2 separate regions of the Mus musculus genome follow, and region 2 is linked to region 1. A link is a contact called in public Hi-C data. All regions are on one chromosome and are shown on one strand. The core of a region is the stretch at or near the end of the contact, and the rest is flanking DNA. Distances in the headings are between cores, read along the strand shown. Region 1 overlaps Msi2 (musashi RNA-binding protein 2). Region 2 has its middle 22 kb from the start of C030037D09Rik.

Region 1 (7,651 bases), core at 829-3,328:
CACTCGATCTTGGCGACAAGCCATCTGGAGCTAAGGTTGGACATGGCTTCCAAAACTCACAGCCACTTTCAAAGGTCAAAGATTTATCACCACAAGGAGACTCAGAAGAAAGTGCCAGAGTTTGAATCCGAGTTCACAGTTGAACCATTTGAAAACACACAAATGGGAGGCAGGCTCTGTGGAGTAAGTATGTAAAGATCCCTGCTTAGAAGAGGAGGCATTGCATTCATAGGAACAAAGCCCTGGTCTTGATGCTTCTGGATACAGTGCGGGAGGAGTTAAGAAAGGGACTCACATGCGCACCACACGTGGATAAAGAAGAGGCAGAGAAACAACAACAACCTGAAAAATCAATGTAAAAGAATCTTAAATCCAAGGACCTCCTAGATCCCCATCTATGCAAGCAGCTAAGTGAAGTGGGGCTCATCTGTATATCAGGGCTGAGGGGGAGGAGCTAGGAGGATCCCAGCTTTGCTCTCCAGGTGAATTAGCGAACTCTAGGTTCTGTGAGATACCCTGTCTCAAAAATAAAGATGGAGAGAAAGACATTTTTGGTTGACCTCTTCCCTACACACACACACACACACACACACACACACACACACACACACACACACACACACACACACATCTCTTCAATGGGCACAAAAAACAGCTTCCATCTTTGCTTAAATTTAACCAAACGGGCTAAGCACATCCAGATGCAAATATCTTAACATCTCCAGAAAGATAACAAGGCAGACATCTTTTGATTGCATATGCTTTCCAAAGGGCAGGCTTCTTTTTCCTCGATCCCTATGCGATCAGGGAAGACCTCTCAACACAAAATGGCTGCTTGCGGAACATACCCAGGGAACACGGCATCAGTGACAAACCAAAGAGTGTACTTACAGCCTGAGGAAAAAGAGTGTACCCACAGCCTGAGGAAAAAGCACTGTTTATTCACTCTCGAGACATCTGGAACTCGAAAGAGGCCACAAGCTGTCTTTATCACATCTCTGTGCATACAAATACACAACGGAAAATTACAGGTCCCTCTCATCTACCAAATGAGCCATAATGACCCCACAGGTTTCCCTGGGTCCCTAAGTCTCTCCTTTTGGAACATTTATCATGAGAGGGAAGCTTGGGGCAGATGAAAGGCAGGGAGGAGAGTGGGCACCTTTCCCACGGAGGCAGCTCTGATCACGGCTAATTGCCCTGTTGGGGTCCTGTGTGGCCAGACGCAGGTGAGCATGTCTTAAAAGAAAATGTCTCACCTTTGTGAGCCCTGGAGATATGGAAGACCCGTCCACTGTCTTTTGTAAATTCATGCTGGGTAAGTGTGCAGATAAGACCAGTATTACATTATGATGCGTCTTCATGCATGAAAGTCTATTTTTAAAGAGAGTCTGTGGGAGGGTGGCTCCCGAGAGTAGGGCACGGCCAGAGGACCGGGAGGTAGAAAGGAAGGCTGTTTGTAGTTAGAAAAGTCTCTGCCACAGAATAAAACCGTGCCTTCCCCGGAGAGGAAAACTCATTAAAGCCCGTCTTCAGTTCCTACAGAGCACGGTTGTCCCCAGAAGCTGTCTTCTGCCTGCATCGACACCTTGTCCTTCCACCCGATCGCACCTTACACACCAGCTCTTGAATGGCTATGTGACAATCCACCAAGTGGCACAGCCCTGACTTTAGACCATTTACCCCTGCTTACAAAGCCGGGTGCCACCTCCACAGTCATGGACCGCCTGTTTGGGAAATTCAGGCAAGACGCTTCTGGTAGACTAGGAGATGAGTTTATACTGATTAACTTGTTCAGTTAAGTCTGGACGGCCTACCATCCCTCTACCCCCTTTTAGACAGGATCTTATTACTTAGCCCTGGCTGGATGGGAATACACAGAGATCTACCTGCCTCTCTTCCTGAGCGCTGGGAGGGCCCCTCTCCAACTTCCCCGAGCACTCACACTTGCTCTCAATGCTTCCATCATAGGGGTTTTATGCTCTACTCTGAAACTTTCCCTTTATCCCAGTCGTGCTCTTAACACACATAGCTCCAGGCTGTGTCATCCAGCTTGCCCTGTAACCATCATACCCCTCCCTCCCCTGTGGCCACACCTCTTCCGGCAACCATTCCCCTGTAGCCACACCCCTCTCTCTGTCTGAGCTCTGCTCCATCGAAGAACAGCTTCTACAGTCACTCTGTGCTCACCTCTCACTCCCGTCCTTGAATGGGCCCCTTCATTTCTCCGCCATTGCCTATCACATCAATATTCTGGGACCTCAAATTCTCAAGTGTCTTAATATCAAGCTGCACCCCATGCCAACCCACTCCCTTTCCCCCAGGCTCAGAGCTTGACTTCCTGGTATATTCCTCTTCTCTGCAGTTTTACTCTCCATGTGTTCACTGAATAGGAAATTCCAAAAATAAACAACTCACTAGATCTTTGTCCTGTCCTGTCTGGGATGTGAGTTTCCTCTTTGCTTACTGTATACAGATGGCTGAGGCCACCTGCTCAAGCCTGGTAGACATCTTGGTTATCATTTCACCTGCGTGGTTTTATAGTGCTTATGCTCAAAGATCCCTTATGGCCTCCTGGCAGTCTCGAAGCACAAGGGCAGGGAGACTGACACTTAAATACACCAAAAAGAAACTATACAGCACCACTTTTAAGTGAAAAGGTGAAAGTTCTTGATTTAATAATGAACAAAAGGTAGTTGAGTGCTGTCATGAGGGTCCACTTGTTGAAAATTGTGAAGCAGAGAAGGATTCACTCTACTTCTGCAGTTGTATTTTTTTTAAGATTTATTTATTTATTACATGTAATGTACACTGTAGCTGTCTTCAGACCCTCCAGAAGAGGGCGTCAGATCTCGTTACAGATGGTTGTGAGCCACCATGTGGTTGCTGGGATTTGAACTTCGGACCTTCGGAAGAGCAGTCGGGTGCTCTTACCCACTGAGCCATCTCACCAGCCCTGCAGTTGTATCTTAAACTGCAAGAGTTTAGACCACAGGGCCTGATAGCCTGATACGCACTCATCAGGATTGGAAAAGGCAATGAAGAGAGAAAGAGAGAGAGAGAGCATACGGGATATGGATCCATCTTCAGTTCCCATTTTTGGTTTTTTTTTTTTTTTTCCTAATTCTTCTCTCAGACATTGCATCCCAACCAGTTTCCCCTCCCTCCACTCCTCCCAGTTCCCCAGGTTCGGTTTTGTACTGGGAGTCTTGGCATATATTCCTCAAGTATTAGGGAAGACCTGTGTATTCCTTCCTTTGACAGGCCTCCCTCCTGACATGTCCCTCACTTGCTCTGCACTTCTCTGGCTGCTACTGATTCTGTCAGGGTGTAACTGCCTACTTTTCCTCACGGGTCACTGCAAACTTTTCAGGATTCTACTGGCCACAGGGCCCTGTCCAAGTTCACATGACTGGCCTAGCGCAGGTTAGACCAAACTTACCTTCCAGCTTTATATCTCTCTATCCCCACCAAATGCATACCCTATGGTCCATCTACAGCTCAATTGCTCTCCACTCAATCCCCTCTGGCTCCTCCACTTATGGGAAACCTGCCTGAGTCCAACCTCTATAGGGGGGAGAAACAGATAGGAGACCTGATAAATTCAGGCGCTTCCCTTCCCAGGCCTGGCCATGATGGCTGGGCACTTGGCCTTAGGCACCGGCAGGAAAGAGGATGGAAGTGAGAGACAGGAGAGAAGGGGGTCTGTGCAGGGAAGAAGCAAGCCGAGAAGGTAGTACTCTGGTGTCAGCTACCTTTAAAAGTCAAAAATGGAAAGCAGAAACCAAACTGAGGAATCTAGCAAGTTAAAGCTACAGCCAGGGAAGGAAAGAACGCTGAATTAAAACCACTCTGGCCCCAGCACCTCCCTGTACAAGTCCTACAGCTTCTGCCTACTCTAACCTTGCCCTAGACCAATGGATCCGTGGCATTCTTGGATAGACAAAAGGCAGCTCTAGGTCTGGAGAATTGGCTCATCAGGTAAAGTGCTTGTCCCTAGCACCCATGTGACAGGGCAGCCCAGCGACAATCAACACTCGGGAGACAGAAACATCCGATCCCTAGAAGCCGCTCAGGGAGAACAACTGAATCAGAAGGCTCTGGGTTCAAGGGAGAGACCCCACCGCAACAGAACAACGAGGTGGAGAGCAAGCAAGGAAGACGCTTGATGTCAACCTCTGGCTCATGTGTGTGCATGTCACACACACACACACACACACACACACACACACACACACACACACACATTCAACCAATAACCAAAAAACAAAAAAGGAAACTCTGGGGACTGCCCACTTCCTTGGACTCTAAGATCCAGGATCTTACGGGACAGTGACCTTGGGGTAGTTGACACATGTGTGCTGTTAGTCTATCAAAAAGGGCCATGCAAACATTTTTACTTTTTAATGCATGCATTACATATGCATAGCAGAAGCGACTGAAGAGAAGGAGAAAATACCAGTTATTTTTTTTTTTTATAAATTTTCGTTTTTGCTTCCCACACCTTTTCTTAGTACTGTGTGCACAAGAGAGATAACATCTTTAATTTTTAAAAGGAGCTATGCAGGGGATAATATGGTGAGGGACATTTATTAATTTGCAACTCTTTGTACCTCAATTATGGAGACTTCATCCCCAGGAATACACTGCTCCTGCCCAGCTGAATGCAAAGGAATTCCCAGTCAGCCCTCTTTGGTTCCTTGGACTCACATCAGTCTCTAAGCCACCCCTGAACTGTGATTTATATGACAGCTTGGGAAAAGCCAATTGGGGACAATCAATGAACAGACAGAGACAGGCCTGGTGAACGTGCATGAATTAAAAGCAAAACTCCATTGTAATAGGAACAAGATTCTAATCACTACACCTAATTACAAAGAGGAGTAAATCACGGGGAAAAAATTAAGTGTCTCATACAGAACAAACAAAGCAATTAGTCATAAACAGAAGCCCAGGGTCTGGTGAACAGGCTGGAACCCAGACCCGAACCTAGCTATACATCTGCTCCCAGGGCTGCATCAGCATCACGGAGGGTGGATGGCACCTCAGCTAAGGAAGAATGGGTGACAGGCCCCCGATGTATGCACACTGTGCAGTCTCTTCAAAACCTTCTAACCCTAGCAACAAAATCCCTGCACCAGGTATAGGTGCAAACCTTCCTGGATGACAAAGCCGTTACTGACTTAATGGGAAAGCCGCCTCTAGTCACACCCCTTGGTTGTTAATGACAAAATAATCAAAGGAGTGAATTCTTATTGCACCGGACGAGTTATCCGATTCACATATCACATTATGCCCTTGAGGGAGGCACTATCATCACCGTCTGCATCTATAAACAAGGAAATTCAGATCCTGAAGGCAGAGCATTTTGGCTTCGGACACCCTGTGTGTGAGGGGCAGGGTCTGGGTTTAAAGGCAGTCCCATGAGACCCCCATTTTGCTGTGTGCTACTTCATGTTTAGAGAGTCTGGAGGCTACTCACCCACCAGTGCACTCTCTGGGTAAGATATAGTGGACTGTATTTAGATTTTCTATAATGCAATACCTTTATAAGGAATGTATTAATTTTTATAATAAGAGAATAAAGAATTCAAAAGTGAAAAAAAAAAAGGCAGTGGCGGACTTCCAAGTTCAGGCCCCTAAACTCGGTGCCATGTTCCTTATAGAATGGGAAAGGTGAGTGGCGTCTACACCGCGCCCAAATATCGTGAAGAAGTAAGTGCTGAGGTTGCAAGGCCTGATGTACACTAGACATTCCCAAAACGCCTTTTTCTTCTATGCTCCCTTTCTGTGTCTTCCTCCTAGGGAGCTATGGGAAGACACCAGAGCCACAATGACCTCTCTCTGTGCCTGTACTCTGCATCTGTCTGCAGTCCTTGTGAGTGCTGAGTGGCTGCAAACATAAAAGACTACTTGCTTTGGACAAGTCTAGCTCAGGCACTCAGGTCCCTACAGCAAAGACGGCTGCTGATGTCTTTGGTGGGGGCTGCTCCTTCAGATTAAGCCCTCCCCCAGGGGCCAACTCAGTGGTCAAGGGCTCTGGTCTCCAGGGTCACAGAGAATGGACTCCACATGTGATATGTCAGAACCCCACAGTGACCTTGGGCAAGCAACAGAAGGAGGCACTTACCGCCCTGAGCCCCAGACAGCGGCATGCTCTTTAGATGGGAATGAAATGAGTTGATGTCTATAAACAGGTACACATGGAAACTTGCCAAACGGTAGCTTCTGATGCTGCCGCCTCGTGACTAGTTACAGTTGTTCAATTTATATAAAGGCCACTGAGTGCCCTCACTCTTGGAACTGACTGGGCAGGGTGCTAGGCTTAACTCTGCTCGTCACATACTGCTGTATACCTATGTAGGTCCTTCCTCAATAGGCAGAAAGGCTACCAAGGGCCCACTTGCTTCTCTCCCAAGAGGCCATCTGCCCAACCTCTTCCTCCCCCAAGTCCACCCCACCTAGCTCCTCCCATTGTACTCCTATGGTATTTGGGAAAACAAAGGCCCAACTCCTCTCGCATCTTGCCAAAAACAGAGATCTCGGCATAGAACCGCCTGTCCAGAAGGTTACATGCCTTGTTTTCCCCTTCAGGACACTTGTAGGGGTCTAGAGCCAAGGTCTGGGTTCAGAGAACCTTCTGAGGGATCTCTAGGAAAATTCTATATGTCTCTATAGACAAGGTTTTCTCTTGTCTATAGAATGAAAGTGATTCCCTACTGTGTCTTTTTGTTTGTTTGTTTGTTTTGTTTGTTTGTTTGTTTGTTTTTCGAGACAGGGTTTCTCTGTGTAGCCCTGGCTGTCCTGGAACTCACTCTGTAGACCAGGCTGGCCTCGAACTCAGAAATCCGCCTGCCTCTGCCTTCCAAGTGCTGGGATTAAAGGCCTGCACTACCACTGCCCTGCTTCTAGTGTGTCTTAAGTGGCCACATGGTCACCTTTTATTTCCCACAGTGAGCCATCATTGTCCCCATCTTAACATGTTCTCTACAATGTAACCTTGAGGTGCCCCAACACCAGAGGAAAGGCATTCTCCCCATGCCAGGAGAGTCTAGGACTCACAAGTTTGACTTTTGAGGCTAGGTTAGAAAGATGAAGGTATGTCTTTCTGCCTCAACCTGCTGGACCATTAAAGATATGTTCCCCGTGCCTGATACAAAATGACATTTTAATCTGTTGGGGCTAAATTCCAACCATCACATACACTAAGCAAATGCTTTATCATTTATCATTACTGAAGCCCTAACTACTGTATAAGGGCTCTGATTGCTGTGAGGCTGCCCGGATGCAACGAAGCTCAGACCACATGCAAACAGACCACTTGGAGAAGTCTTGGCATCACATCTGGCTGCAGTTCAATGGCAACCTTATGAGACGCTCCTGGTTCGAACCACCTGCACCGTTCGTCCCAGATTCCTGCTCCATAGAGCCCTCCACTGATGAATGATATGGTGAAAGCTCTGCCTCAAGTCGACAGGTTTTCAGATAACTGGATACCATGTTCAGAAAAGTATGCAGTAAACCAATGGGTAAATATAAAGGGCTATGAAAGGTGTAATAACCTTAAGGATTATTTCTTCAAGTCTACCCTTGATTTTTGTCTCTAGAATGGTATGCCTGCTAGAGATCGGGTAGGCAAATATTTATTGTT
Region 2 (7,477 bases), core at 1,060-3,559, 240 kb after region 1:
GGTCAGATCAGTTTGCTGTGAAGTTCAGGGGACAGAATCTCATTGCACTCTGTGTCAACAGCAACTCAGGAATGCAATACAAATGGTGTCCCTGGGTGTTGCCCAATACAGAAGCTCTGCTGACTTAGCGCATGTAGTTAACATCCTTTTGGAGTATACAGCGAGTGGAATAAAATCAGTTGCCTGTGGGCAAACAAGGTAGGGTGGCTCAGGAGTGGGGAGACCCCACACAGTGAAGCTTCAGTGTCCTCTCAACTTAGAACGATGCAAATGTGTAGTGGAATAAGAAGAGTTGGGAAAGAGGTGGATACACATATTTAAAGCTAATATATAAAAATAGCAGTGTGTGTGGAAGAGTTGGGGAAATACAGACAAGTACTGAAAAGTATGGAAGCAAGAACTACAATTACACACAATGCTTTCTTCATCCTGACCCCAACCCCTGGTCTCTGCTTTGCTCTGTGTGCCTGTCTTGAGTACTTTGAAGGTCTGGAGGGGAGGAGGCACAGGTGTGTCCATGTTTTTGACATGTCTGTATGACATTGTCATCTACAAACTTCATGCTTAAGAGCCATGCAATTGGCTGGGTGGCGGTGGTGCATACTTTTAATCCTGGCATTTGGGAGACACAGGCAGGCAGATAAATCTCTGTGAGTTAGAGGCCAGCCTGATTTACAGAGTGAGTTTCAAGACAGTCAGGGCTGTTACACAGAGAAACACTATCTTGAAAAACAAACAAACAAACAAACAGAACCTTGCAATTGAATTACCCAAAAGAGAAAGAAAAATATCTCTCTCTCTCTCTCTCTCTCTCTCTCTCTTTCTCTCTCTCTCTCTCTCTCTCTCTCACACACACACACACACACACACACACACACCCCAGAACCCCTTATAATGTTTGCCTAAGTTTACAGTTTCATCGCAGGCAATACTCATGACTATTTCCAGCTCATGTTAGCCTCCAGGCTACAGGTTAGAAGTGTTACTAACAAACCTGGCCTGACACTTGCTTTGGTCAATAAAACTTTATTGGAACATATAGCCACACTTATTTGGTTATGTACCTAAGTTTCTAGATCCTACTGCAACAGCACCATTTAGTTGTGATAAAGAACCTGTGGTTCTCAAAACTCAAAGTATTGGGCAGGGTGGGCTGCCTCAGACCTGCTCTCCCAAGCCAAGGCAGAGGGATCACCTTGAGTTCAGAGTGTATGAAACACTATAGGCTGATTAGGATCAGCCTGGCCTACATAGTTCCAGGACAGCTAGGGCTACATAGGGAAACAAGAATATTTGCTATTGCATTGTCTGTGGAGAAAATCTACAGATGCTAATATAGAGAAAAGGATAGATTTTTTTGAGTGAGCATGTCAGGCTTAAGTGTGGGTGTGTCTGGGGTCTCAGCACCATTCCTACACAGTTGTAGAAGCTTGATGGTAATGTATATGAAACCCATCCTGCATCTTTTGTGGCTTCTGTTTATTAATTTTTCAGACAGTGTGAAGACCACAGCTATATTTTGATTACTGCTTTCCTTTCATCTAACATTATAGCACAAGTAATTTTCTCCCTTCCTGAAATTATTCATAAGCATTTGCTTTCTCTTTCCTGTTTAGTTTAACTTTTATTCTGGGTTTTATTAACAACTTGGGAAAGTAGAAAGAATAGCATAATAACACATACCTCTTCCATAAAAACTGGTAACATTCGGTCTTAGGGATTTCATCTACTCTGTTGCTGAAGTAGTTTAACAAAATTGCAGATACTATGACATTTTTATTGTAAATGCATCCATATGTATCCCAAGGGATTTTTTTTCATATAACTTGAAATCAATTTTTTTCTTTTTTCTGTCTATCTTACCTATCGATCATCTATCTATCTATCTCTCTATCTTTCCATCTGTCGGGCAACGTCTCACTGTGTAGCTCTGGCTAGCCTGGAACTAATTGTGTAGATCATGTTGGCCTGAAATTCACATAGCTCCACCTGCGTCTGCCTCCCAGGCAGTGGGAATCAAGGCGTTCACCACCATGCCCAGCCAATAACTCCTTGATAACCACCGACACCCACTCTGTGTACTTGTTTCTCAGTTGTTCCCCTTACTTCTTTCACATGATTTCTTTCAAACCAGGGTCTACTCAGGAGCCAGTCACTGCTTCCGAAGATCTCATGTCCTTTTTAAAGCGACATCAATCTGTCACCCTAGTCCCCAGCCAACCCTCTCCAACCCACTTTCTTTGTGTATATCCTTGACCTGTGAATGAGGCAGGCTAGATGGACAGTCTACTAAGTCGCCGAAGGCACCAGGATACGTAAACCCATTTCCTTGATTCTGGATATTTCAGTGGAGTCCTTAGTACAGACAGGGCCACAAAGGACATCTTTCTTAAACTCTCAATTGGCATGAAAATAAATGTATACAATTCTTTATTACAGTTATTAACCTGCCCCTTCTTCCCTTTCTTGGTTTTTTTTTTGTGGGGTGGGGCGTTCGAGACAGGGTTTCTCTATGTAGCCCTGGAACTCACTCTGTAGACCTCGAACTCAGACTCAGAAATCCGCCTGCCTCTGCCGCCCAAGTGCTGGGATTAAAGGCGTGGGCCACACGCCTGGATTCCTTTTTTCTAATTCACAGACTTTTTTTCTAATCCATGAACTGTGGCGTCACCTGCTGCCTTCCTAGGGTCCCTCTGCTTTTCCAGGAACTCAGTTTTGTCACTAAGTAGGGTGGGGACAGCTCTAGGCAAACTAGCTCTTTTGTAGATAGCATCTCTTTCCACAGCCCAGGCTAGCCTCAAGCCCAGAACAATCCTGCCTCGGCCTGGAGTGCTGAGCCTACAGGTGTGAGCCATCTTGCTTGGCTTCAACCTGTCTTCTTTTATTCAGATAGAGTGAGCCTTGTCATACTGTCTCCTCCAGTCGTCCCGCATCTCCTCACCCTGCCAAAATGCTGCCCACCCGGAAGCACCCCCCCTCCTCCAGTGAACATATTCTGGATGATATCTTTCTGTCCCTGGTCCTTCCTGCTTCTGTGCCACTCTGATGATGTCACCGCTGCTGGGTTGTTGTTGTTAGCTGACCATTGTTCTTCCTGTTAAATCCTGGAGAATGGGAACTAATGATCTCAAGTCTGATGCCCACCGGGCCTTACTGACAGGAGAAGCAAACACGTGAGAAATCAGAGGGTTGTGAGGTCAGAGTTAGCCACCCTTATGAGAAAGCTGGGTGGCCCCAGGCATGTCATTGTCCCTTTATAAGCCCCCATCAAAAAGAAAGCAAGACCTACTAATGCAGACCTGGACTCCTAGCTACTAAGGAGGCTGGGCAGGAGGGTAACAAATTCAAGACTTGCCTAAGCTACAGAGTGAGTTCCTGGCCAGCCTGGGCAAATTATAGAGACCCTTTCTAGTTTAGTGGTGAGTGCTTGCTCACACATAGAGAAAGAATAAGATGACAGCCACTTGTTATTAAAAGGAATGTGTGGCCGGGCGTGCTGGCACATGCCTTTAATCCCAGCACTGGGGAGGCAGAGGCAGGCAGATTTCTGAGTTCAAGGCCAGCCTGGTCTACAAAGTGAGTTCCAGGACAGCCAGGGCTACACAGAGAAACCCTGTCTCAAAAAACCAAAAAAAAAAAAAAAAGGAATGTGTGAATTTGTACTTAGAATGACAGGAAACTGAGAAACAGAGACAGGACACCAGTGTTTGTCACAATAAAACCAATGTTGGTTGAACAACACCCCACAGGACTTGTTCACAAATGATAAGAAACAAAAGGGATACAATCTTTTTTTTTTTTTTTTTTTTTTTTTTGGTTTTTCGAGACAGGGTTTCTCTGTGTAGCCCTGGCTCTCCTGGAACTCACTCTGTAGACCAGGCTGGCCTCCAACTCAGAAATTCACCTGCCTCTGCCTCCCAAATGCTGGGATTAAAAGCATGTACCACCACAGCCCAGCCAAGGGATACAATCTTAATTGAAGTAAAAATAATATCCCAAGATGAGCTAAAGACCATCAAAGTGTAAAAATGGAAGCAAATAGCCTCATAAATAAACTAGGTGACATGAAGAAGTGAGGTATTAAAATGTCCCTATCCTCGGATGCAGGATGAAGTATGATGTTCAGTCTTGGGATATCTTCAGGAGTCCCAGGCAAACTGTGAAGCTGGGATGCATTAAGGAGTTCACTGTCTCCGATGCCCAACTCGGTGCTGACAGAGGCCCTTGTTTGTGATGACAGCCTAAACCAGCAGCAGGCCAGTGCCGATCTCTTTGAGAGCCACAGGTAGCTGAGAAAGCAATTTGAAAGGTTAAGATTGCTTTTCAAATACACAGTTAGATTAACCTCCAAAACCAGTATTGAGCTTTCAGTGGGTGCTGTGTGTTGGCACGATATAAATGAAGTCTGTTGAATTGTGAAACGTGAATCTTTTTCTTTGTGTGAGACCAATTTTCATTTCCGGAAACATGGCAGGATCAATACACTTATTGAAAAGTAACTAAATATTCTGGCATCAAAATAAATCCTTCAAGGGCCTCGGAGAATGAATGACTGATGACGTGAGGAAATTGTACCTGGGATCAAGTTGGAGCATTTGCTGAGCCCAGTGAACTTGACCTTTGATGATGATGTCCTCAGAAAAAAAAGTTTGAGAGGTGATCTTCCCACACAGATGTGGAACATCTTAGAGTAAACTTAGAACCTTCAAAAATCACAGTCCCTTAATTTACACTGATGTATGGTGTACACGTGTGTACCTGTGAGTGTGTGTGTGTGTGTGCGCGCACAGAAATTACCTCCAAATAGTCAAACCACAAGCTATCTGTGATGCTTTCGATCAGTTTATGGCAAAAGAAATCTACCCAATGGGTGATCTGGATACCCCAAGGGAGGAGAATGTACCTGGAGTGGCCCTGAGACACGGCAGGAACAAAAGGAGGGCCTTTAAAATAGAGAAAACCAAATTTATCCCAGGCTGCAAAGCATCCCACAACCACAATATCAAGGAAGACTCTCAAAGTTAGATGGCAGAGAGAAAGAAATTAGCTAACCATCCAGCAGAATAAAGCACTTAAGAGCTAAGAGTGGGAGGTGGGAGAGAAGCAGGGGCAAACCTGCAGAATTCTGCAGTGGTAAGATAAGGCACTAGCCACGGGTGCCTAACACGCTTGGAAAAAAATAGACTTCATTCACAGGAGTATACGCAGGAAACCATAGGAATGATCAAGCCGTTTAAAAAAAGAGTCGTAAAAGAACCAGAAAACAAAATAATAATGGAGCAGTGGTGGCGGGGGTGGGGGCTGGGTGGGTGGGGGGTGGGGGAGTGGGGTGGGTGGGGGGTGGGTGGGTAGAGAGGTGGGGGAGTGGGGGGCGGGGGGGGGAAACGGGGAGGGGAGGTGTGGGCGGGGAGGCAGTTGGGAATGGATGGCCCTTCAGTTAAGAGGTTAAGAGCACTTGGCATTCTTCCGGAGGACCCAAGTTCAGTTCCCAGCACCCACATCTGGTGGCTCACAGCTGCCTGGGAGCCTGACATTCTCTCCTGGCCTCCACAGGCACCTGTACTCCTACACATACCCCACACATAGACACATGCCCCTACACATCATTAAAGCCCAGTAAAGAGAGATCCTAGATGATCTCTTAGATCTGTAGGACAGATCTCCTAGAGTAAATCCGTGTGAAGATCTGTCTCTCTAGCCACCCCCCCCCCCACACACACACCAGTGCATTTTCACACACCACAGAGGATATTTTAAGAAACAGGGAAGCCAGGCATGGTGGCACACGCCTTCAATCCCAGCACTCGGAGGCAGAGGCAGGCCGATTTCTGAGTTCGAGGCCAGCCTGGTCTACAAAGTGAGTTCCAGGACAGCCAGGGCTACACAGAGAAACCCTGTCTCGAAAAAAAACAAAAAAAGAAAGAAAGAAAGAGGGGGAGAGGGAGGGAGGAGGAGAGGAGAGGAGAGGAGAGGAGAGAGAGAGAGAGAGAGAGAGAGAGAGAGAGAGAGAGAGAGAGAGAGAGAGAGAAACAGTGGGGAAGAAAGCAAATGACTACTTTTAAAATTTTTGTATTGCACTTACTATGGCGTGTCTGAGCGCCGTGGCGCACACGTGGAGGTCAGAGGGTAGCTTTTGGGAGTCAGTTTTCTCCTTTCCCTGTGGCTCAGGGCTCAGATGCAGGGCATCAGGACTCTCGGGACAAATACTTTTCCTCACTGAGCCATCTCGATGAGCCAAGGACTCCGGCTGTTTTTCAAAATGTTTTCGACAACTTTCTGCTCATTAGCGGCCGCCAAAGCGCAAAGACAGCACGTATTGCCTTCAATGCGGAGCGAGGAAGTGATTGTCATGTTCAATTCGGTACCCGTACTGAAGGGGTGAAGAGTCATTTTCAGACACAATCGGGGAGAATTTGGTCTTCACAGAAGAACCCTTCATCTAGATGAAGGTGTGAGGGGCAGGAAAACAAAGGGTGCAAGCCAAGTCTGGAAGGAGCAACAGTAATAGGTTTGAGGGACACCGGGAGAGAAAATGTAGCTAGCCTCCTATGCTATGACATCTGCATCAGGACAGAATATGTGGAGCTTAACAAAGTTTTTCTCTATTTCAAAAGAAATAGAGAGCTTCGAAGTTCATGCTGTAATCACAGCAACTGGGCGGCTGAGGCAGGACCATGGTGAGTTCAAGAACACACACAGTTCTCTGAAGGACAAGAATAACACCATGGCACATGTTTTCCAGAATGTGCGCGCACGCGCGCGCACACACACACACACACACACACACACACACACACACACACACACACGAGTACACACATAAACGTGCACTCACACACACAGACACAGAAACATGCTACCACCACCACCAAAAAATAATAAATAGAATGAGCTTAAAAACTTAAATAAGACGAACCTAAACTTCCTGTTTCCTTTTAGAGATAATGGAACCATTTCAACATTTCCCATCCATAGTAAGTCACTGTTTTTTTGTTTGTTTGTTTTTTGTTTGTTTATTTGTTTGTTTGTTTTGGGGTTTTTTTTGGTTTTTTTTTTGTTTTTTTTTTGTTTTGTTTTGTTTTTTTCCGAGACAGGGTTTCTCTGTATAGCCCTGGCTTTCCTGGAACTCACTTTATAGACCAAGCTGGCCTTGAACTCAGAAATCTGCCTGCCTCTGCTTCCCAAGTGCTGGAATTAAAGGGTAAGTCACTGGTTTACACCACGGGAGGTTTTCACATATTTCCTAATGTTCCTAATATAATATTGGGCATTATATTAGGCACCAGAAATACAGAGTTTAATTTGCTATCTATTAAGGAACTATAAATATAATAAAGCCAAGCATGGAAGCTCACATTTGTAATCCTAGTCCTTGGGAGGCGGAGGCAGGAGGATTGTGAGTTCAAGGCTAACATGGAGTATACAACGAGACTGTCTCAAAAACCAAAACCTAACAAATGTAATAAATAACACTTGA

Evidence for each region. Hi-C and Micro-C count contacts between places; a contact is called where the count stands out from the background.
Region 2: a contact with region 1 is called in a Hi-C map of embryonic stem cells, with 4 times the contacts expected there. The contact joins two enhancer-like sites. A contact is called at or near these places in 1 of 15 datasets of contacts at CTCF or cohesin (large pre-B cells), 27 of 484 Hi-C or Micro-C datasets (B cells, the C10 cell line, CD4 T cells and 15 more) and 8 of 115 datasets of contacts at active chromatin or transcription factors (differentiating embryonic stem cells, embryonic basal ganglia, embryonic midbrain and 3 more).

The regions. Positions count from the first base shown.
Region 1 is chr11:88,496,588-88,504,238 of GRCm38.p6, forward strand. All of the region lies in intron 6 of Msi2 (musashi RNA-binding protein 2), which reads right to left. Among named protein-coding and RNA genes, the nearest start is that of 0610039H22Rik, 120 kb to the right of the region's middle. Within about 2 kb of position 2,079, at least 58 of the 459 cell types and tissues checked have an H3K27ac peak or open chromatin away from gene starts, as enhancers often do. A contact at or near this core is called in embryonic stem cells, where this site is marked.
Region 2 is chr11:88,737,077-88,744,553 of GRCm38.p6, forward strand. No RefSeq gene overlaps it. Among named protein-coding and RNA genes, the nearest start is that of C030037D09Rik, 22 kb to the left of the region's middle. Within about 2 kb of position 2,310, at least 9 of the 459 cell types and tissues checked have an H3K27ac peak or open chromatin away from gene starts, as enhancers often do. A contact at or near this core is called in embryonic stem cells, where this site is marked.